7 separate regions of the Mus musculus genome follow, and regions 1, 2, 4, 5, 6 and 7 are each linked to region 3. Evidence: chromatin contacts called from public Hi-C, HiCAR-type, HiChIP or PLAC-seq and promoter capture Hi-C data. All regions are on one chromosome and are shown on one strand. The core of a region is the stretch at or near the end of the contact, and the rest is flanking DNA. Distances in the headings are between cores, read along the strand shown. Region 1 has its middle 450 kb from the start of Gm24651. Region 2 holds the start of Phldb2 (pleckstrin homology like domain, family B, member 2). Region 3 holds the start of Nectin3 (nectin cell adhesion molecule 3). Region 4 holds the start of Tagln3 (transgelin 3). Region 5 holds the start of Abhd10 (abhydrolase domain containing 10). Region 6 has its middle 240 kb from the start of Gm24651. Region 7 has its middle 490 kb from the start of Gm24651.

The links. Promoter capture Hi-C pulls out the DNA fragments that hold promoters and counts their contacts. Hi-C and Micro-C count contacts between places; a contact is called where the count stands out from the background. HiCAR-type assays count read pairs that join an accessible place to other places. HiChIP or PLAC-seq counts read pairs in DNA pulled down with a chosen protein or histone mark.
Region 1: a contact with region 3 is called in a Hi-C map of cerebellar granule neurons, with 2.2 times the contacts expected there. The contact joins the enhancer-like site here to the promoter of Nectin3 in region 3. A contact is called at or near these places in 9 of 39 promoter capture datasets (the 3T3-L1 cell line, 3T3-L1-derived adipocytes, embryonic stem cells and 4 more), 7 of 484 Hi-C or Micro-C datasets (the AML12 cell line, cerebellar granule neurons, embryonic fibroblasts and 2 more) and 4 of 115 datasets of contacts at active chromatin or transcription factors (embryonic forebrain, embryonic stem cells, kidney and 1 more).
Region 2: an H3K4me3 HiChIP or PLAC-seq map of stem cell-derived neural progenitor cells shows a contact between it and region 3, with 4 times the contacts expected there. The contact joins the promoter of Phldb2 here to the promoter of Nectin3 in region 3. A contact is called at or near these places in 1 of 484 Hi-C or Micro-C datasets (Sertoli cells) and 1 of 115 datasets of contacts at active chromatin or transcription factors (stem cell-derived neural progenitor cells).
Region 4: a contact with region 3 is called in a HiCAR-type map of astrocytes, with 2.1 times the contacts expected there. The contact joins the promoter of Tagln3 here to the promoter of Nectin3 in region 3. A contact is called at or near these places in 3 of 39 promoter capture datasets (the 3T3-L1 cell line and embryonic stem cells) and 1 of 115 datasets of contacts at active chromatin or transcription factors (astrocytes).
Region 5: a contact with region 3 is called in an HNF4G HiChIP or PLAC-seq map of pancreatic cancer cells. The contact joins the promoter of Abhd10 here to the promoter of Nectin3 in region 3. A contact is called at or near these places in 3 of 39 promoter capture datasets (the 3T3-L1 cell line, cranial neural crest and pre-B cells), 7 of 484 Hi-C or Micro-C datasets (LSK cells, brain, embryonic stem cells and 4 more) and 3 of 115 datasets of contacts at active chromatin or transcription factors (astrocytes, embryonic forebrain and pancreatic cancer cells).
Region 6: a contact with region 3 is called in a promoter capture Hi-C map of hippocampal neurons, with 7 times the contacts expected there. The contact joins the enhancer-like site here to the promoter of Nectin3 in region 3. A contact is called at or near these places in 8 of 39 promoter capture datasets (the 3T3-L1 cell line, 3T3-L1-derived adipocytes, frontonasal cranial neural crest and 3 more), 1 of 484 Hi-C or Micro-C datasets (ventricular fibroblasts), 5 of 115 datasets of contacts at active chromatin or transcription factors (embryonic basal ganglia, embryonic forebrain, forebrain and 2 more) and 1 of 9 other capture datasets (pancreatic islet).
Region 7: a Hi-C map of cerebellum shows a contact between it and region 3, with 3 times the contacts expected there. The contact joins the enhancer-like site here to the promoter of Nectin3 in region 3. A contact is called at or near these places in 6 of 39 promoter capture datasets (the 3T3-L1 cell line, hippocampal neurons, liver and 1 more), 4 of 484 Hi-C or Micro-C datasets (cerebellar granule neurons, cerebellum, cerebral cortex and 1 more) and 4 of 115 datasets of contacts at active chromatin or transcription factors (embryonic hindbrain, forebrain, kidney and 1 more).

What each region holds. Positions count from the first base shown.
Region 1 is chr16:47,058,026-47,060,725 of GRCm38.p6, forward strand. No RefSeq gene overlaps it. Among named protein-coding and RNA genes, the nearest start is that of Gm24651, 450 kb to the right of the region's middle. Within about 2 kb of position 1,441, at least 2 of the 459 cell types and tissues checked have an H3K27ac peak or open chromatin away from gene starts, as enhancers often do. A contact at or near this core is called in cerebellar granule neurons, where this site is marked.
Region 2 is chr16:45,842,957-45,845,656 of GRCm38.p6, forward strand. It overlaps Phldb2 (pleckstrin homology like domain, family B, member 2), which reads right to left and starts at 1,422. Exons shown (of 18, transcript NM_153412.4): 1 at 1,252-1,422.
Region 3 is chr16:46,495,677-46,498,376 of GRCm38.p6, forward strand. Nectin3 (nectin cell adhesion molecule 3) reads right to left here and starts at 1,291. Exons shown (of 6, transcript NM_021495.4): 1 at 939-1,291. The coding sequence starts at 1,098.
Region 4 is chr16:45,723,138-45,725,869 of GRCm38.p6, forward strand. It overlaps Tagln3 (transgelin 3), which reads right to left and starts at 1,394. Exons shown (of 4, transcript NM_019754.3): 1 at 990-1,394. The coding sequence starts at 1,169.
Region 5 is chr16:45,741,691-45,744,390 of GRCm38.p6, forward strand. Abhd10 (abhydrolase domain containing 10) reads right to left here and starts at 1,265. Exons shown (of 5, transcript NM_172511.4): 1 at 1,087-1,265. The coding sequence starts at 1,201.
Region 6 is chr16:47,265,961-47,268,660 of GRCm38.p6, forward strand. No RefSeq gene overlaps it. Among named protein-coding and RNA genes, the nearest start is that of Gm24651, 240 kb to the right of the region's middle. Within about 2 kb of position 1,306, at least 10 of the 459 cell types and tissues checked have an H3K27ac peak or open chromatin away from gene starts, as enhancers often do. A contact at or near this core is called in embryonic forebrain and hippocampal neurons, where this site is marked.
Region 7 is chr16:47,016,351-47,019,050 of GRCm38.p6, forward strand. No RefSeq gene overlaps it. Among named protein-coding and RNA genes, the nearest start is that of Gm24651, 490 kb to the right of the region's middle. Within about 2 kb of position 1,326, at least 3 of the 459 cell types and tissues checked have an H3K27ac peak or open chromatin away from gene starts, as enhancers often do. A contact at or near this core is called in cerebellar granule neurons and cerebellum, where this site is marked.

The DNA of each region.
Region 1 (2,700 bases), core at 191-2,690, 560 kb after region 3:
ATTCTTCACTTCTTCTTCTTCTTTTTAAAGATCTATTATTATATCTAAGTATACTGTAGCTGTCTTTAGGTGCACCAGAAGAGGGCATCAGATCTCATCATGAGCCACCATGTGGTTACTGGAATTTGAACTCAGGACCTTTGGAAGAGCAATCTGTGCTCTTAACCACTGAGCCATCTCTCCAGCCCCATTCTTCACTTCTGACTCATATGCCTCTTCGTTAATTTGAATCTTTCCATAATTCCTATAACTTCCTTATAATTATATAGTGTATTTAATTGCCTTGCGTTTGGACATTATGTTGTACTCCTCATCCTAGAAACATGTTACAGTCTGACCACCCAGAGCTTCTTGTCTCCTCTTTTCATCAAAGTATCCTAAGTGATCAGAACCATGATGGTCTGTAGTGCTTAGCAAGGATTTTGAATATATTGATTTTAATAAAGGAAAATGGTAGAATTTTTTGGGTGCTGAGTCTGTGTCTTTATTGGCTTGTTATATGCTGACTCCCAATTTCAGGTATTAAAATTTTAACTGGTTAACTTTTTTCCCTTTAACTTATCATTAACTTCAGTTTGCCACTGTATGTATGTATATATATATGTATCTTATAGATGAATATTTAATATGAATAGGAAAATGAACTGAGGTCTGTCTCTACTGTTTTCTTAACACCAGCTATAAACATGAGAAAAATCCATTCATTCTTTTTTTTTTCATGATTTGTAATGTCTCAGTTTGGCCATAAAAACTGAGATTGTGATTAAACTTAAATTTCCATAAAAGTGCATTATAATCTTTTCAAATTCACTTCATTGAACTGCTATGTACAAAAGAAAAGGATTTTACATTAAAATTAGTAGAAATTGATAGAATACTCATTTATGAACTTTATAAAAGATAAACCTCTTTTTTTTGTTTTTGGACCCTTGCCCGAGTATTCCTGCTTTGTTTTGTTCATTGGATTCTAGGAATTTTTCACGTCTCCAATGTGAGTCATGTCATCTGAGACATTGTGCAGAATGGAATTTCACAGGCTTTTTTGCATAGCTCTAAAATCAGCGATATATTTACGTGAAAGAATACTTTATTTAAGTAAACACGGATGCTACAGTTGGCATTTTGATACCTGTTTTTTTGAGGCTTGAAAGCATTGATGTTTATCTGTTCTTATGATCTGGTAATCTGTCTCATCTATGGGTAACACCTTTTGAATCAAATAAACTGTGCTGCATGTGCTTTCAAAATGTAGCTAATATAAAATCCAGTTCGTTTGACACCTACCTTCTCATAACATAGTTGGGGGGGTAAGAAGAATCACTGAAATATTATTAATGTAGGGAAGGAGCATATTTACTTTGGCGCGTCACAGAGCTCCTCGGGAGGTGAAGCTTCTCCAGCTTGCATAGCTATAAATTCTTTAACGCCCCCTATGCTGGCTTCACCACTTAGCCTGCTGAGCTCATGTCTTACATGTCATATTCCGCTGAGGAGAACAGAATGACAAGCTCACTCAGGGTCCGCAGTGGCCCAGCAGGTGATCTGTGCTTGGATGAGCCAGAAAGGATTCCCAGCCAAAGAGATGTCTTATTAGCAAATACGAAAAGATGATGTGAATTAAACTAAAATATAGTTTCCAGGAAATATTTTGCAAGCCTATCAGAAGTCATCTATACTCAGTCACCAGTTCTTTTTCATAAAGATCCATTTTGCATGCTAAAAGCATGTGTGAAATAGCTCTCAGCTATAGCTCTCTAGATAATTCACATTAGCAAAGATTTAACTGAGAACATATGTGGGCCTATCATTTTTACATTCTAAGCCTTCATTAACTGTGCATTGGATAAGTTAACCAATATATGATGCCAAACTTGAGATCAAGATTTTGTCCTAAATCAATACTTCTCTCATATTGTTGTGTTTGTGAACATTACAATTTTTCAACAATTTTTTTATAAAGAGATTAAAACAAAAAGGGAAAGAGGAAATGTCTATGACGTCAGAGAGTGGCACAGGCGTTGACAGTAGCTTGGAAGTGTTTATGTTCTCTCAACTGTCTCTTTTTTCCAAACACTCAGTGTATTTCTTCATGTCTCACATTTTCCCAGAAGCCAGATTTGAGAAAAAGAAAAGCCATTTTTCCTTGACATAGCTGCCAAAATTTCACCTCTTGCTTGCTTTGTTCTGAGTACCTTGTAATTTCCATTCATTGATTTATCTTCAGACCAAATTGAAGGCATTATCACTTCATATACAAGGCTGATGTGGCTTACTAGCTAGTCGCTATAATCGCAGTAAGTTTCCCTCACTTGCTGTCAGATCTAATGTGCCATTACCTGAATCCTCAACTTTATACTGTTAGTTACTCCCTCTGTGAGAAATGTTTCTCTCCCTGGAATTTGATAAGCCTCTAGATTTTCATCATTAACACCATTGACTACTTACTTCTTTCTTCTGCTCGTCTATCCTTTTTCCTTTTTTTTTCCTTTTTCCTTTTTCCTTTTTTTTTTTTTTTTTTTTTGGTCAAAACTGCTGTAACCATACCTGAGATTTCTGAGTGTCACATTAACTTTCTAGTTTAGTTTGATACTTCTTGCCTCTTAGCACCAGATCAGACATAGAGTATCTTTCTACCATTGGTATTTTTCCTTTTTTAAATTAATCATTCCATTTGTTTACATCTCATATGATTTCCCACTT
Region 2 (2,700 bases), core at 172-2,671, 650 kb before region 3:
AAGCATGTTCTGTTAAAATAGTAGACCACTCTAAAGGATTATTTACCTCAGACCCAATGAATGTGTTGCTAGCCTACCAGGAACTAAGAATTCAAGTGCTCCGAGGGCAAACGTTTAACCCTATGAAACTGTGAACCATATTTGGAACCTTCCATCTAAATTCAGTCGTTTGAAGCCCAGAGGAAAAATAATCTCAAACACACAAGTGAAGCCCAAGTTAGAAGCTTTGTTACAAGCGTCAGAGTTGAACATTTACATCTGTAATTTACATGTTCATACACTGGAGGGGGAAACGTGTGAATATTTACACTAACGGACTCCACATTTTATGTCTCTACTAGACTTACCCTCACAGCTCTGACTGGCTAGGAGACTAGCTGTGTATCCTAGAACACTTGAGATACCACAAAAGGAAGACTTCTAGGGAAGAGGGCTGGGCCGGACGAAAGGATTTCCAGTCTTGGCTAGTCCACATAAAAGACTGTGGGAATCTTCCCTCTTTGAAGTGAGAAAGGTAAAAGAGGAGCCTCTGGAAGGAGGTTGGACTTATAAAGCTCTTTTAAACAGGAAACCCCAATCCGGGAAGGGACAGCCCGTCAGCCTTTTAATTTCCTGCCGGTGGCGGGAGTTAGCTAAGTCCTCCCCGCTTCCAGTGCTGCTGGCAAGGGTGAAGTTACTGAGCGCACCAAGCCAGAGTTCAGCAGGCTCTCTGAGCGGCTGAAGCAGAGGGTCGAAATGCTACCCAGAGTTGCAGCTGCTATCACCACAGAGAAAGAGACCATCACGCCCTCAGTGTGGGATGATAGGGAAACCATAACTGAATCACAGTCAGGAGCTCCTGGAAAGAATCTCGGTCCGGAGGCTCGCCGTGCAGCCTCATTCTAGAAACAAAGTACAACTAGAAGCCGATTTCAGAAAGGTCCTATCTGAGTCCCGTACTCCTCAAGATCCAGCTGTGGATCTTCTTATCCCCGGAATCCAGATCTCTGTCTAAGCAATCCAGACTTTCCGCAAAAGTTGCCTTCGGGACCCTTAATTAAATCCTGCCTTTTCGACCCAATCACTCACGAAAACCTCACCCCTACTGGACACCCCTTCCCCACAATGCCTCCACCCCGCATCGCCGTGCACAATGGAGGACAGAGCACTCTAGGACTGTAAGGTTTAGGCTTTGCGGACCCCTGCCCGGGCTTTTGTCTCTACAGCCTGCAAGGGAAGCAAAGAAAATCTGCGCTCAGGGCGCCCACTCACCAGCTCATCTTTCTCTGGAACTGCAACTCTCTCCTCGGGTCCCGCTGCCCTTGGGCCTGTCCCTTGCCTCCGCCCTCCCTCTCTCCCTGTGTCCTAGTCCGGTCCCCGCCGCTGCCGCAGGCTGCAGCCAGACCCTGCCGCCGCACACCGCGCACTCCGGGCGCCCCTCCCGGTGGGGGCGGCCACCGCCTCCTCTCCGCCCCCGACCTCCGCAGAGAGACGGGCGGCTACCAAGTCGGCTGAGGGGGAGGCTGTGTCCCCAAGGAGCCACCAGGGTGCGCAAAGGCAATGCGGGCCGGCTCCTCCAGGCCCTCTGTAGCCCACTACTCACCTGGGGCGATAAGGTGGCCGAATGCAGGCGGCCACAGAAGGCAGGCACCCTGGGTGCTCTGTGTCACACTCAGCAGAGCCCCTCGGCCCGCGGTGGTGGACTCCTCGAAGCTCCCTCCTGGTCCCGACCCGAGTTTCGAGGCACCGCAGCGGATCCTTGGAGTTCCCAGCTAGGAAGTCCTGGAGCCTAGGTTCTTAGGGAGCTAAGCTGCTGCTGCTTTTACTGCGTTTGGAGTGGCCTGGCCACTCGTCACATCTCTAGGCTCCACTTTCTCAAAGCTACGTTCGCAGCTATGTGCTAGAAACCTTTGTTGTTGGCTTTCTTTTCTTTTCTTTTCTTTTCTTTTCTTTTCTTTTTTTTTTTTAAATAAGGTGGAAATGGGACGAGAGAACACAACACGTCCTGGAGTGCGATTTCCTCCCCAGGACGAAGTTTCTGCTCTGTGAAACTCCAGGTGACTTCACCATAGACTGCTCTCCCCAGGGCAGGTTTACCTGATGCGTCAGAAAAGCAGCTGTGCCAAATGGCAATGGAACCGCCTGGGGTCAGGGCTGGAATCAAGCAGATTTAAAACTCCGTGATACTGATTGCCTTGGAGGGATGTCTCATAAAGGGTTCTGCATTTTCCAACACATTTAACATAACCAGTGGAAGCAATATTAACGTGAACGCCTTTCAGCCTTGCTTCCCTGAGCAGCTAGTCTGTCTTGACGCATGCAAATGTGGATGTTTGTAAAGTTCTGCCCCAGTGGGGTTAAGTCAAAGAAAGACAAGAACCTTGGAGGAACTCGCAAGGTCCAGGACCGGCAAGCTCTTTAATAACAATATGGCCCTAGCAAATTGTTTTAGCTACCACCAAGGATGTCTTCAAGGCTGTAGCAATAGCAACAGGGGTACTAGTGTAGGTACTTCCAGTAGTTAATAAACCTATGCTTCATCTATACACAATGCCTTTAGCTGTGAGAACACGCACTAATAAAATGCATATTTAAAATGTTTTATTGAGCAAAAGTATGACTTTTAAGATTAAATAATGTTTACTATTTATTCCTGCGTGTGCTTTGGTGCATGTGTGTGCACGTGAATCCAAGTAGGAAGGGAAAGCAGAAATGGCCATG
Region 3 (2,700 bases), core at 41-2,540:
CAGACATTCAATAGCCTAAGACTGACTGGTAGCTTTATTTCACCAAATCAATGCTGTCCACTGATTACCACGTCCACTTCTCTAGCATGAAAAGTAAATATATCATTTCATTTTCATCTTCCTTAAAAAAAAAAAGTAGGTCTCTAAAACTAGTCTCAGATTCCGGGAACGGAACTTACAAAGAGATTAGCTCCTAAATCTGGAATAAAAGAGGCACACTGGAGAAACCCGGGGCTACTTGTTTTAACAGCCAGGGAACAGTAGGTGCAATATGTATTCAAAAGGTAAATCTTGCGTCCCCGAGAACAAGGTTTTCTTCTAAAATAACCAGGGGCTGCGTGAAGGACGTCCAAAAACTGGAAGGCGGCGTGAGGGTACCATCTGGGATCAACCCAAAGATCCAAAGGTTACCAGGGCACAAATCGTGCTGGAAGGGGGATGCAGGCGCAGAGTGGGTTTTTAAGATGGTGCCTTCTCCCGGAGGCCAGGAGGCGTGGACCCGAAGGCTACAGTGCGCTGGGCTAGTGTCCACAGGGTTTCCGGACTTGCAGCTCAAGTTTCATCGGAGAGAAAGGAGGAGGCGGCAACATGCACTCAGGCATCCTAACCTCAGCCTAGAAGTCCGCGCTCTCCGCTTCGGCGCATCAGCTCGGAAGTAACGGTTCCCGGGGCACGCGGGGCTCCGCGCACCGAGCTCCACCGCCAGCCCTGGGGGCCCAGCGCGACGACCCGCGCGGCCTCGGGGGGCGGGAAGCCAGCGGTCGGCGCCCTGTTCGCTCTCCCTGCCCTTCCCGGGCCTCGCCCGGGGCGCGGCGAAAAGTTTCCAGGCAAAGTCCGCGGCGGCCGCTCGCGCAGCCAACCGCCCGGCACAACCGCCTCGGCTAGCCTCGCCGCCCGCGCCCGCCCTGCTCAACCCCTCGCTCGCCCGCTTCACCTACCACAGAGCCGGGAGAAGAGAAGCAGGGGAATAAGCAGCAGCAGCAGCGGCGGCGGCGTCGGGGCCGGCAGCAGCAGTCCGGCCGCGGGAGGAAACGCCGAGGAAAGTTGTGCTTTGCCGCCTCCAGGACACAACGGGGCCGGGCCCGGGGTCCGCGCCATGCCCGCCTTGCCCCGGCCCACCCGCTCGCCCGCGCCCCGGCGCCTCAGGCTCTGGGTGGCGGCGGCGGCGGCGGCCGCGGCGCGGAAGGGCCAGCGCGCGTGTCCTCAACCCCCGGCTCCTGCGCCGTCGCCGCCCGCCGCCACTCGGCCGAGCGCTCGCGGCTGCCTCGACTCCGCCGTCGCCGATGCCACTGCCGAGGCTGAAGCGGGAGCCGCCCGCCGCCGCCACTCCCCTCCCCGCGGTCCCCGCCCGCCGCGAACTCCTGGGAACTCGGAACGCACCACCCCGCCCTGCGGGAGGGGGAGCCGCCGACCCTCACTACCGGGACGAGCCCGCCCTCCCTGCCGCCGGGCTGCCTGGACGCCGGCCGAGCCGCCCGCCGAGTCTCCTCCCACCCTCTCTCCCCACACGCTCCTCCCACTTCCAAAAGAAAAAAAAAAAAAACTTCATCCACTTGGAAAACCGGGCTTCTCCCGAGGCTAAGCAATCTGGACCAGGCAAGGCGGCCCCGCCCCTTGGCCCCGCCTCGTCTCCCCCCCTCGCCAGCGCTGGAGATGGTCTCGCCCACTCCGCCCCTCGCGGGGCTGGGGCCGCCGGGGCACACAGAGGCGCTCCGAGGCGGAGGGCTGCGGGACTCCTAGTCCTGCCTTTTTCTCCTCCAGAGTGGCGAGGTTCCCCTAGCGGGACCAGGGATAACCAGGGGGGTGAGGGGAAGGCAAGATGAGGGTACCGGCTCTCCGCGGGTCGGAGCGGGGGGTTGCCTAATTTGGGAAGCTGGATACCGCGGGGCTGGACCAGCCTTCTCCCTCCTCACCCAGGCGTAGGGACTGAAAGGAGATTCTCCACTCCTCCCTCCTCCCCAGGAGCATCCCGGTTCTCCTCTGTCCGGGACCGGTGTTGGCCCAGGCGTTTAGCCTGCTTTTTACACCGGGAGGGAGGCTTGTTGGAAGGGTCAGCGGAGCTGCCGGAGGACAGGAGGGGGCCCTCCGAAAGGTTTGCTCTCTAGCTCTTGCTTCTCTTGGGCTGCCCGTTTGTCCACTTTCTGCGCCGGGCGACCGGCAACAGGAGGCCATGGATCTCCCATGCGAGGTCTTCGAGTGTGGTCTTGTTTTCTCTTTGATCGTTCGCATGTTCGCACTTGTAATTTTATTTTCTCGCGTGTCTCTCTTTGAGTTATTCTCAGAAAAGTGACCTCGGGAAGTATTAAACATTTACCCTTAAGAGGAGCATCTGTGATTCACCATAACCCTCCCTCAAACCCCCAAAGCTTGTCTGCCCTTCCCTCCTCCTCTATCCGCCACGCACAGCCGGAGTGACTTGACCTTGAAGCCCCAGTTACCGTAGGGGGAAGGAGATGGATGAACAGTTTGGGCTATCTGCGGAGGCGGTGGAAGCGGAGGACACCGTCCGGAGGCCGGACACCATTAATTTTATGTTGTCCTACCATCCCCACCAGATAGCTAAAGATGTGCTCCAATAAGAATAACAGCCACCCAGAGAGCAGCCTGTGGCCACTAAAGTAAAGCTTGCCTGGTGCCCACGACAACGTCGTGCTCCAGACTGAGTCACTGGGATCTCCTCGGCTTAACACACTGATTTAT
Region 4 (2,732 bases), core at 144-2,643, 770 kb before region 3:
CCTTTGCAATAAATGTCACAGGTCAGAAGTGAGTGGTGCATCTACACACACACACACACACACACACACACACACACACACACAGACACACACCCACACCACAGAAGACCCCCAGGGAGCCCATTCACAGACAATAGCTGACCACAATCTTGCAGCCAGAACCTAGTTCCCTCCTTGAAAATCCTGGATGATGAGGACATGATCTCCCATTCTTAATGGAGGATGCATTGGAGGCTCACGGGGAACCGGGAGGATTCTGATCTGCTCTCTGGGATCTGCTGTTTTCACTAACTCATCCTATCTAAGTTTGTGATGCGTCAAAGAACTGAATTGGGTCTTCTCAGAGACTCTTAGAAGCCAAGCCCTACGATGCCCAACAAATAGGTGGGATAGCAGTTATGTAACAGTAAATCACAGCTTGCCAGAAAAGATGGGCTTCTTTGACTTAGCTCAGCTGTCCTCCTGGAACCCAAACACACAGTATCTGGACAGAAAGGCACTTATCACATAAGGATTCCCTTCCTGTTCAGGGGAACTCATCTGCTCAAGAGATCCTGAGCACCTCCAAGGGATACAGCTTCCATGGAGGATGACAAGTTGGCTAGCCTGACCCCCTTCCTTTGTTTCACCGTGTAACCAGCTGGTTCCCTTGGGGGTAAGAACAGCCCAAGAAGGCTAAGGAGATCACACAGCAGCAGCGCTTAGCCCTACTCTGAATGGAAACATCAAAAGGGCTCCAGTTTTGCTTACAGCTCAGAAGGAAGCTTGAGTCTCATATAGGTGGAGAATCCTCTAAACTAGCTAGGAAATTGTGCAGAGAGCCCTCAGAATTGCAGCCAGCCCTGGAGAAATAAAGGCATGCTCATCTCTCCCGGTGAGACCCAGACCTTGGCAACAGGGGATCTCCCCGGGCCTCACATGGAAAGAAAAGGCCCTAGCAGGGTTTCCCTGCCCAGCGCCCCAACAACCAATATCCTTGCCCGCCTTACCGTCCCGTCCATCAACCATTTCTGAAAATGGGCCCTGCCCGGGGGCGGGTGCTCTATATCCTCAGCACACTGCAGGATGATCCAGTCCACCAGCTTGTTCTCCAGATCCGCGTCATACTTCTGCTCAATCTTCTCCTGCACCTCTCGGCTTAAGCCATAGCTCGGACCCCTGTTAGCCATCTCTGGAAGAGAAGAGAGGACACACGCGGCATCCACACAATAGCAGCCACAGGAGCCCCCGGGTTTCCTGAGAACCCGGCTGGGATGTGGCAGGGAGGCCGAACCCAGCAGCAGCAAAGCGGGCAGAAAGCCGGGCGTGGTTTAAAATCAAGGAGCCAATGAAGCCAATGGGGTTTCACCTACAAACGGGAAAGAAAAGCGCAGCCACGCGCCGCTCTGGACTCTAGAATAAAGCCCTGGCCAGCCCACGGGGGGCTGGAACCCCCCTTTCTCAGTCCTGCCTGTCAGGCAGACCGGATGATGTACATGGGACTCATTCGTGAGCATAAGCCCCCAGACAGACGGTGGGTGGTGGGCGATGGTTGCTTGCTTCCGCTCTCAGCAGCACTTTGCTAGAGATGCCCAGAGCAGGTAATTAACAGGCGGGAGAAAGGATGTCTCAACATTACGCCGCGGATGGTGCAGGAGATTGGAAGCAAGGCGCCCTGGATTTGATTTTCTCACGGCTAAGGAGGGTCAAACCAGGGCTGTTGCTAAGAGCGCCCCAAAACCAGCCCTCTCCTAGACAGGCCAGACCGCCTGCCTCCCGCTGGGAGCTTCTTTCTCTGCCGCACAATCCTTTCTTCTCCTCTGGGAAACCCAGCATTGTATCTGAGGCCCCACACAGCTGCCTGAGGGGACTTGGGCCTCTGGGAGGGTCCATTCTGCTAAGTGCCCATCTGCCAGGAATAGCCAAACCACTTTAACCTTGCACTGAAGGGACAGTTGTTACAGGACAGGATGGGGTCGGGATGGGGGTGACACTGGAAGCTGCAACCGTTTACTTAAGCTGTCAAGGCAGTTCCATCCAGAAACTTCCAACCCGTAGAAAACCTCTGGGCTTGGTTTGGCTCTATTCAAGGGATAAGTCTTATAAATGTTACTTTAAAATAAAATATATAAGACAAATTTTCTAATTAAACAGAAGTCTCTCCGTACCCTAAAAGTTTTGGTAGGTTGCATTCAGTGCACAGATATTCATGCAAGTAAAACGTTCATGAATATAAAATAAATATTTTAAATTAGTATTTTTTTAAAAGGTGAAAAAGTCTTAGAATCAGCAAGTAAACTGAGACTGGAACGTCAGACTGGCTCCAGGTAATAAAACACTGCTTTGCAAGGGTTTGAGGTTAGAGTTTTCAGTAATTTTAAGGGTCAGTTTGTAAATTCTGTCATCTTTAGTTACTGGGTTACATAAGTAAAAGTGACAAAGATGAAGTATCCAAAATGAATTGCTCTTTATTTTTGTTACACTTCCCAATAATTTATATTCTTGAAGATATTTGTATTCAAGTCTCTACAGAAGATAAACACTGTATAATTGTATGGTCCTGGGCTTTCTTCGCCACATTGCTTTCAGAGATGCCACAGCGGAAGTTTGAATCTGGTCCTGATGAGAATCCATATCCCAAGGATGGTGGCAAGTGCCAGCAGTAAAAAGCCAGTTATTAGGCACTTACCAACCTCACACTAATTTGCCATGCAAGGGAATTCGAATATTTTCAGGAGAAAGAAAACCACCAG
Region 5 (2,700 bases), core at 15-2,514, 750 kb before region 3:
CACACAAAGAATCAAATGCTTTAAAGTTATCCCTTGTTTGTGTCAAACAGATTCAAGGTTTTAGTCTCTGGAAAAATGTGCCAAGTTTAAAACTGGATTTAAAACAAGGCTACAGGGGATCAGTTTACTGGTCAATAGATTGTATCAATATTAATGTTCATTTTCCATTTCTTTAATTATATACTCAAAGTATCCTTTTATCCCCTTTCAGACATTACCTCCCAACAAATAAATTTCATTTCAGGCAGTTACTCTGAAGTGATGTTTGTTAGCTATAAAACAACAGATCCAACCTTCAATCTATAAATCATCTTTATATAATATAGATTAGCTGAAAGCCTGATGCATATATTGTCAATGAATACTGTTAAAGAAATTTAAAAATATATTTTACTCTTGTTATCGAACTGACATACTTGTGTGTGTGTATGTACAGTGTTAAGTTAAACCGATTACATACTTGAAAAAACTAAACTTGTTATATAATGGCATTAGTATTCCAAGCACTATGTAGCTATCTAATAGCTGTGTGGCAAGATGTGAAGAGGACACCAAGGATGTTATTTAAGGATAACTATACATGTACACAAATCATGTATTCTACGCATGTAATACTACTGATCCACATTTTAGCTTCCATTGTAGAGTAACTCCAATTCTTTAAACAAGAACAATCAGATATTAGGTCTAAAGACAGCATTTACATGTATATACATACATACTTTGTTTCCTCAAGTCCATGACAGGCAAGGCTAACCACTTGACATATATCCATATGAAAAGCTCTAGGAGCAGCTAATAACCAAACACATTAAATGCACATCTTATTTTTTTTCTTTCTGCTCTTGACGTTTGATTCAGAGGACGTAGGAACTCCTTAAATCGCAGTGTAACCGCTAACAAGGACTTCCAAGAACGCCGCAGGGCCTCAGCAGAAAAGCAGACTCCCCTAGCCTTGCCCAGCAGCGTTCAGTGCCGAGACAGCCAGAGCAGTTTTAAATGGCGCGCCAAGCCGGCTCCAGACGGGCACTGGACGGTCGCCGGGCCTTCCAAAGAGCCCCAGTGCCCCACCTTCCGTACACTAACCTGAGAGCCACCATGCCCGTGGGGGCTTCCGAGCTAGTGACGCGCTCAGGCCCGGGTGCCGGCCGAAGGACACAGCCGCCCAGCCCCACCTCCGACAAGGGGCCCAGGCCGCCATCTTCCCAGCTGCCCCTGCGCCCGCTACAGACGCGCGCAGGTCGCGCGGTCCCGAGGTCACGCACGCGCAGTCCGCGGGGAGCGGGGTGGGGTGGGGGTGGGGGTTGCTTACAAGCATCACGTGGGATTTGTTCACCTCCTCCCCCCCCCGCCCCCGGGCGCGGAGACGCATGCGCAAAGGTGCTGTCTGGGGTACTGCTGTCTCTACTGGGTTGTTCTGTCTCCCCCAAAGGGCATTTGGCTTGTGACATTGGGCGGCCTTGGCCGGTATTTTTCGCAGTAAGCTGCGGAAATGTCGGAGAGGAGCCAGGGTCAAATTGAGCGTGCATAGATGGGAAACCGTGTTATCATCCAGAGAAACCAAAGACCTGGGACAAAAATTGCTAGGCTTCTTGCCTTACCCATTCATTCCCTATGACTCCATTTCAGCTATGGGGGAAAGGTTTCCAAGAGGCGACCTTAATCTTAAAGTCACATCATTGGAGTCGCATCAACATTCTTTGATCTCTCCCAAACATTTTCCCACTCACCAGATTGCTGAAAATTCAAAGGAGCAGCCACAGGCAAAATTACTGAAAACACTCATTCACATATGGTTGCTTGATGGGTAACTATCTAAAGTCTTTTGTCAGGCAATCTGGCCATGTTATTATAATACACACAATTTTCAGTACGCTTTGAACTATCATGCCCTTTATGACTATTCTAAATATTGGCGCAAGACATCCCAAGACCAAATTCCCAGCACAAAAAGGAGATTTGCCCCAGAGACACAAAGGGCAGAGAGCAAAAGACAAAGACTAGAAATGGGGAGGAGGGAGAAGAAGGAGGAAAGAAGAGAGGAGGAAGGGTTTTTTTGTTGGGGGAGGGGGCACATAGGACTGCCTCTGAATCGACAGGAGACAGACATGGCTCATAGGAATATGGCTGTTTATAAAGGTTAAAGGGTGAACCCCATGTACGGATGAGGTGTTTAATTGGACAGGTTAGTTAGGACAGCCACAAGGGGGCTTTTGATTGCTGGACTTAAATACTTTGATTTCTGGACTAGGTTTAGCAGGAAGTGACCAAATAAGGGAATAGACCTTGGGGGCTACAGTTTCTAGCAAGGCAGAGGAAATGAGAGAGAAGGACCAGGCCTTCCAGAGACATGTTTGCCATGCTCAAGGTGGCTAGAGTCCCTTCAAACAGGAGTTCATAAGGCTCTGTGTTACCTTCAATAGCACCGTTTTGTTGTTGTTGTTGTTGTTGTTGTTGTTGTTGTTTTTTAACAAGGGGGTGGGGGAATGGCAGGGAAGGGGGTGAATCAATGGCAATAGAAAATAATTCAATTAATTGTGATACTAGGGTCTCTGGATTCTGACATCTTTCAAAATAATTTTGGCAGCCTCAAGTCTCACTAAGTATAGGACTTTATCTTGTCTATTCTGCTTGAAATTTCTGTACTTTGTGAAAAAAATATATGTTTTTATGTAAAACCACTTTATTTGTCTCAGTTTG
Region 6 (2,700 bases), core at 56-2,555, 770 kb after region 3:
ATGTGTATTCTTTGGTTGGTGATTTAGTCCCTGGGAGATCTGGGGATACGGGTTGGTTCATACTGACGTTCCTCCTATGGGGCTGCAAACCCCTTCAGATCCTTGGGTCCTTTCTCTAGCTCCTCCATTGGGGACCCTGTGCTCAGTCCAGTGGATGGCTGTGAGCATCCACCTCTGTATTTGACAGACACTGGCAGAGGAGACAGCTATATCAGAGTCCTGTCAGCAGGCACTTGTTGGCATCCACAATAGCGTCTGGGTTTGGTGATTGTATATGGGATGGAACCATGGAAGGAGTTACAGGACAAAGTGTGGAGTAGAGACTGAAGGAATGACCATACATGTTTCTTTCTAAAAAGCTACTTTCTTACAAGCAACAGCAGCAACAAAACTGTAGTTTTACCATTTTTTCTTGTGGGTTTTTTTTGTTTGTTTTGTTTTGCTTTTTTCTTTCTTTCTTTTTTTTGTAAAGGATTCGCTAAATTATAAACATGGTGTTTGTGTCATTAATCAGGCAGAAAACTGAGAAAGGGTGGTTGTTAAACCACACATTTTGTTTTTGTAACAGTGCTATTCCAATTATTTTCAGTGATGCTGCAGCAGTAACCACCATACAGTAGGCCTCTATACAACAGCAGACATAGAGGAAGGGGACACCTAAAGGATACAAATCCAAGAGAACTAAAATCACAGGAGTCTGTAGGAGCAGCAGAGTGACCGGGGAGCCGGAAAGAACATGTGGTGAGATATGATTCTTTCAGGAGTGCTTTATTATTATAACAATAAACAAAAATATTATTTCTCCCCCTACCCCACTAGGGATCATTAGGACCCGCTTCTGATCAGGCTGAAGTGCTCAGTATTAAAGTGTGAGCTGTTTGGTTCTCACGCTTTCCTTTCTTCCAATGAATACTCAGATGAACAATGTGTGGTATTAGCCTAGGGTCACACAATAGTCCCCATTAAAGCTATTGCAACTCAACCAGAAGCAGTCTATTGCTATATATGTGTTCTTCACTGTCTGTCTCCTTCAGTACAGAGCACCTCGGTGCTGGAGATTTTCAATGTGAGGGGAAGACAAAGCAGAGTTTATTAGCTGGGTGACCACTGTCCACATGTGATGATGTTCTTCTTCATCTTATATGTGTCTTCGAAATGGATTAATAAACAACATAGCACTGAATGTTAGTGCAGTGCGCTAATGACCTCTTGATTTTTAATTGCAAGAGAAGCTTTCCCTGGAAGAGAGCCAGGAACTCCTGCAAACCAAACAGTCTTAATTTAGTTCCACCTCCGCCTGGCTTACACTGTGCTCTTCTTCCCTGCCCCATGCTCAGAGGCTGTGTGCAATTTTCTGCTCTGCCTGTTTTAGCTATTGTTACATTCAGGTGATGGTTCATTTAATCACTCATAATATTGATGCACTACGTTACATGTGTTAATACCCAGGGATCTCTGTTTGCAGGGCCTTTGGGTTATTTAGTGTCAGCCCATCTCTCTAGTACAGACAAAGCTCAGGATGTCGCACCCAGTTCACAAAAGAATTTTGTTCTCATTAATTCTTACACTGCTCTTGAGTGGGAAGTAGATTATATATTCATAGCACAGCAGTAGCACTAGAAACAATAACAGTTTCTGGCACCTTTCCACATATGTACCCTTTTTGACATTATTTGACAAGTAAAGGATCAAGTTACCTGACAAGCATCAAACCTCAATTATCCCTAGCTCACATTGGATCAAGCACTTCAGTTAGTCCCCAAGGTGCTGAATATTCCAAGTTTCTGAAAACACTCCTTCCATAGAGTTTGGATCAGCATGACAGGTATGGGGTCATTCTGTTAGAAATTATAACAGTCCCTCTCATACTGCTTCTGACCACAAAAGTGACTACTAAAAATGCCTGCAGAGAGAATCAGTTTATTTGTAGGAGTGCTCAGTTCTATTGAGAAGAGTTAGAGGGTAGAGAGGAGAGAGAACTTCAAAGAGGCTGAAACATGCAGGCTTGACTTTGATACCTTGACATATAGCCTAAAATCAGATCGATATGAAAGGCCTTAGGACACACTCCCCAAATGTGCCAACTTGGATGTCACTCTCTAACCTCCTGCCTTTCATCCAAGATGCTTGTAAAATGGAATATCTAAACAAATAAAAGAAGCAAAATAAATAAGAAAAGAAATGTATAAGAAAGTAAATTGGTAGATCTTCCCAGAGAAATACATTATATTTGGAGGTTAGGAAAATTATGACTAAAGAGATCTTTCTTAACCTTTCCTCTTTGTCATTAGATCTCAATTTTTGCCCTGCAAACAAACTTCAACACAACTGTCCCCCAAAATATTTTTCTGTGACTCTTCTCTGAGTTCCATGTCATATAAAACTTTAATTGGATAGATTGGCTTTGCTTTTCTCTTGTGAAGCGCTCTCTCTCTCTCTCTCTCTCTCTCTCTCTCTCTCTCTCTCTCTCTGTTATAAGGATTGCTGGTGTGATTCTTACAAAAGAGGAAGTATATTACTGTTCCCCCCCATTTCTGTGCGCACATGGGATAATATCGTTTAGTTTTAAATGATGATGATATTGAAAATTAATCATGTTCTTCATTGGGTGCATGTATAAATGGCATTTACTAGCTTAGTAGCTATAAACCGTAGGGGACAATGTGTTGAGTTATTAGGACTAGTAAGAAGGCACAATAG
Region 7 (2,700 bases), core at 76-2,575, 520 kb after region 3:
GATTTGCTTCATAAAATGTGATGAAAATCCACAACACATACCTTTATAGCATAGTTTTATCATTTCATTCTTACTAGTTTCTCTTTCAAGATAAAGGAGAAAATAAAGACTGTTAATGACTGCAGAGGCTCATATCCTACCCAATGCTAAGGTTCACAAGGAAGAGAAAGCCATCTGACTTCTGTCTAGCTGGAAAGCACAGATAGACACAGGGATACAACACGAAAGAATCTATATCTAATATCGCTGACAGTAGCCATCCACAAAGTCTCTTACTATTATATCAGATTATAACCCTGCTTTATTCTCAACACAAAGTTCATCTCAGTTTCTTCAATTCTATGATTCCATACCACAGTATGACTGTTATTATCTAGATTTGTACTGTAGAGTATTTTTTTCTTGGAGAGAAGTGATTATTTTAGGAAACATGATTTTGATCTTTTAGAGCCAACCCAATTTGATAATACCCTAAATAGACTTCTCTTCCTTTTTAACAAATTCTTGTCCCAAAGAAAAGTGATGTGGGTGTCACAAAGAAATGAGGAGGCTGTCTGACTGATATCTACAGAGAATTCCTCCCACAGTGTTTTCTTTTTCACAGAAATCTGAACTTCTCTGCCTTGAAATGAGCTAACCCTGACTGTGCTATTATCTTGAGTCTCTATGGCCTTAAAGACATTCATGTTGTCATGAAGGAAAGATGGGATGATAAAAAGGAGTGAAAGCAGGGAATGTGGGTTTCACTCCTGTAGTGCAACTGGGGGCATACAGATATCCCATAGATCAAATAGCTCTTTATGTTACATGGTAGGCAGAATTCATATATCTGCATTGGTCCAATGCTCTGTGCATATCCAGGTACTGTGAAAATAATTTCTCTGCAGTGAGTGGGTTATGCAATATTTAGAGCATACCTATGAAAAGTGAGATATTCAGTACCACAATCAAGATAGGGCTTTCCCCAGAAGTTCAAAATCATCAAATTGTGCATATAAAATATGCATAATTCTTTGTATATCAATTATACAATAAAGCTGTTTTAAAGAGACAAAAGAAATGTAGGCTACTCAGACAGGCACAATTTAATCACATGAATTATTTAAAGGCAGAGCATTTCATCTAGCTGGTTAGAAGAGAAAGTCAGAAAGACTCTGACTGATTCATTTGCTAGAAAGCAAATGCCAACACAGCAAATAACCTTTGAAGGTCACAGAGAAAAGAATTGTGGGGTGCCTCCAAGAACCAAAAGTGACCCTAGAGAGCAGTGAACAGGAAATGGGCCCTCAAGCCTAAAATGGCTAGGAAATGGATCCTGCCAACAACTGGTGAGCTCGGAAGGAGACTCTGAGCCCCAGATGGCAAACCCACATGATTCCTGGATTTCAGCTCTGTGAGACCCCGAGCATAGACTTCCACCCTGACTGACGATATGGGGAAAAATTGTGTAATTCAAAGTGCCAATAGAAAATCAATATAAGCAGACAGAAAAATAATCTATTGGATTGTTGACCAAAATAGCCTATTAATATTGAAGGTAATAAAAATGATGAAAATGCATTTCATTTTGAAGAACAAATATTTGTTACTATACAAAGTTTTGTTTTAGCACAAGTATACTATGTAACTGAATTTACAATTGCCTTTTTATGTGAGTCACATTATCACACCTCCCTCTTTTCTCATTTGTGATTATTTAAAGTGAAAGAAGTCTTTCAAGAGAATTGGGCAGTGATTTAATTTCTAAATCATTTTAAAAATGGGCTCCCTTTCCTAAATCTTATTCATTATTTGAGTCACCCCTAATTCTCTAGCAGTTATTTAAATTTTGCTTAGCAAATCAGTTAAGTCTTGTTATTTTGTCTTTTTTTTTTTTCCCAGAGCTGAGTACTGAACCCAGGGCCTTGTGCTTGCTAGGCAAGTGCTCTACCACTGAGCTAAATCTCCATCCCCGGATTCAGTTAAGTCTTATAATCCCCATATTTGTTTCTATCATTATTTTAGTTCTTTTCTATGATAACTAATTAAATACTATATTATAGTAACAAACTTATTATAAACAAGTTTGCATACAAGTAAAGACAACCTAGTAAAGCCATCTGTGCATCTAACTTAGCAAGTGCTGTGGTCCTGTTCAATAGGATGTGTGCTTCAAGGTGCCATGGGTCTCACTGGCATTGTTGGATGTCACTCACTCTAACAAGAGACATGATAGATTACGAGACTGTCTATCAAATATAACCACCTATATGACCATGTTTGAATATCATGCAATATAAAGATTCATCAAAACTAGGGCATGATAATATTAATGTCCAAAAACCATTATTTGATTTGCAATGTGTGTGTTATTATAATCAGAAAAATTATAATTTTCATGTTTTTACATATAATTTGCTGGTCATGTGAACAACTACTAGTCAATATTAGGCATTTTTATTTAAGATTGAAATAAAATTTCTAAATTTACTATATAAAACTTATAAAATGATTCCCACTTTGCCCCTGATTTTAAAATTCTAAATAAAGAGAATTGGACTTGCTTTCTCCCTGCCAAGATATACCATTTCTAAGTTCCTTGGTTCATTTGGTTATGTTTTCTCTTATATGCTTTCTTCTGAGCTTTATTCATGATATGAAATGACCTTAATGGCCTGTGGGGTGATCAAAGGCATGTGACACTTAGACTCCAGCATCATC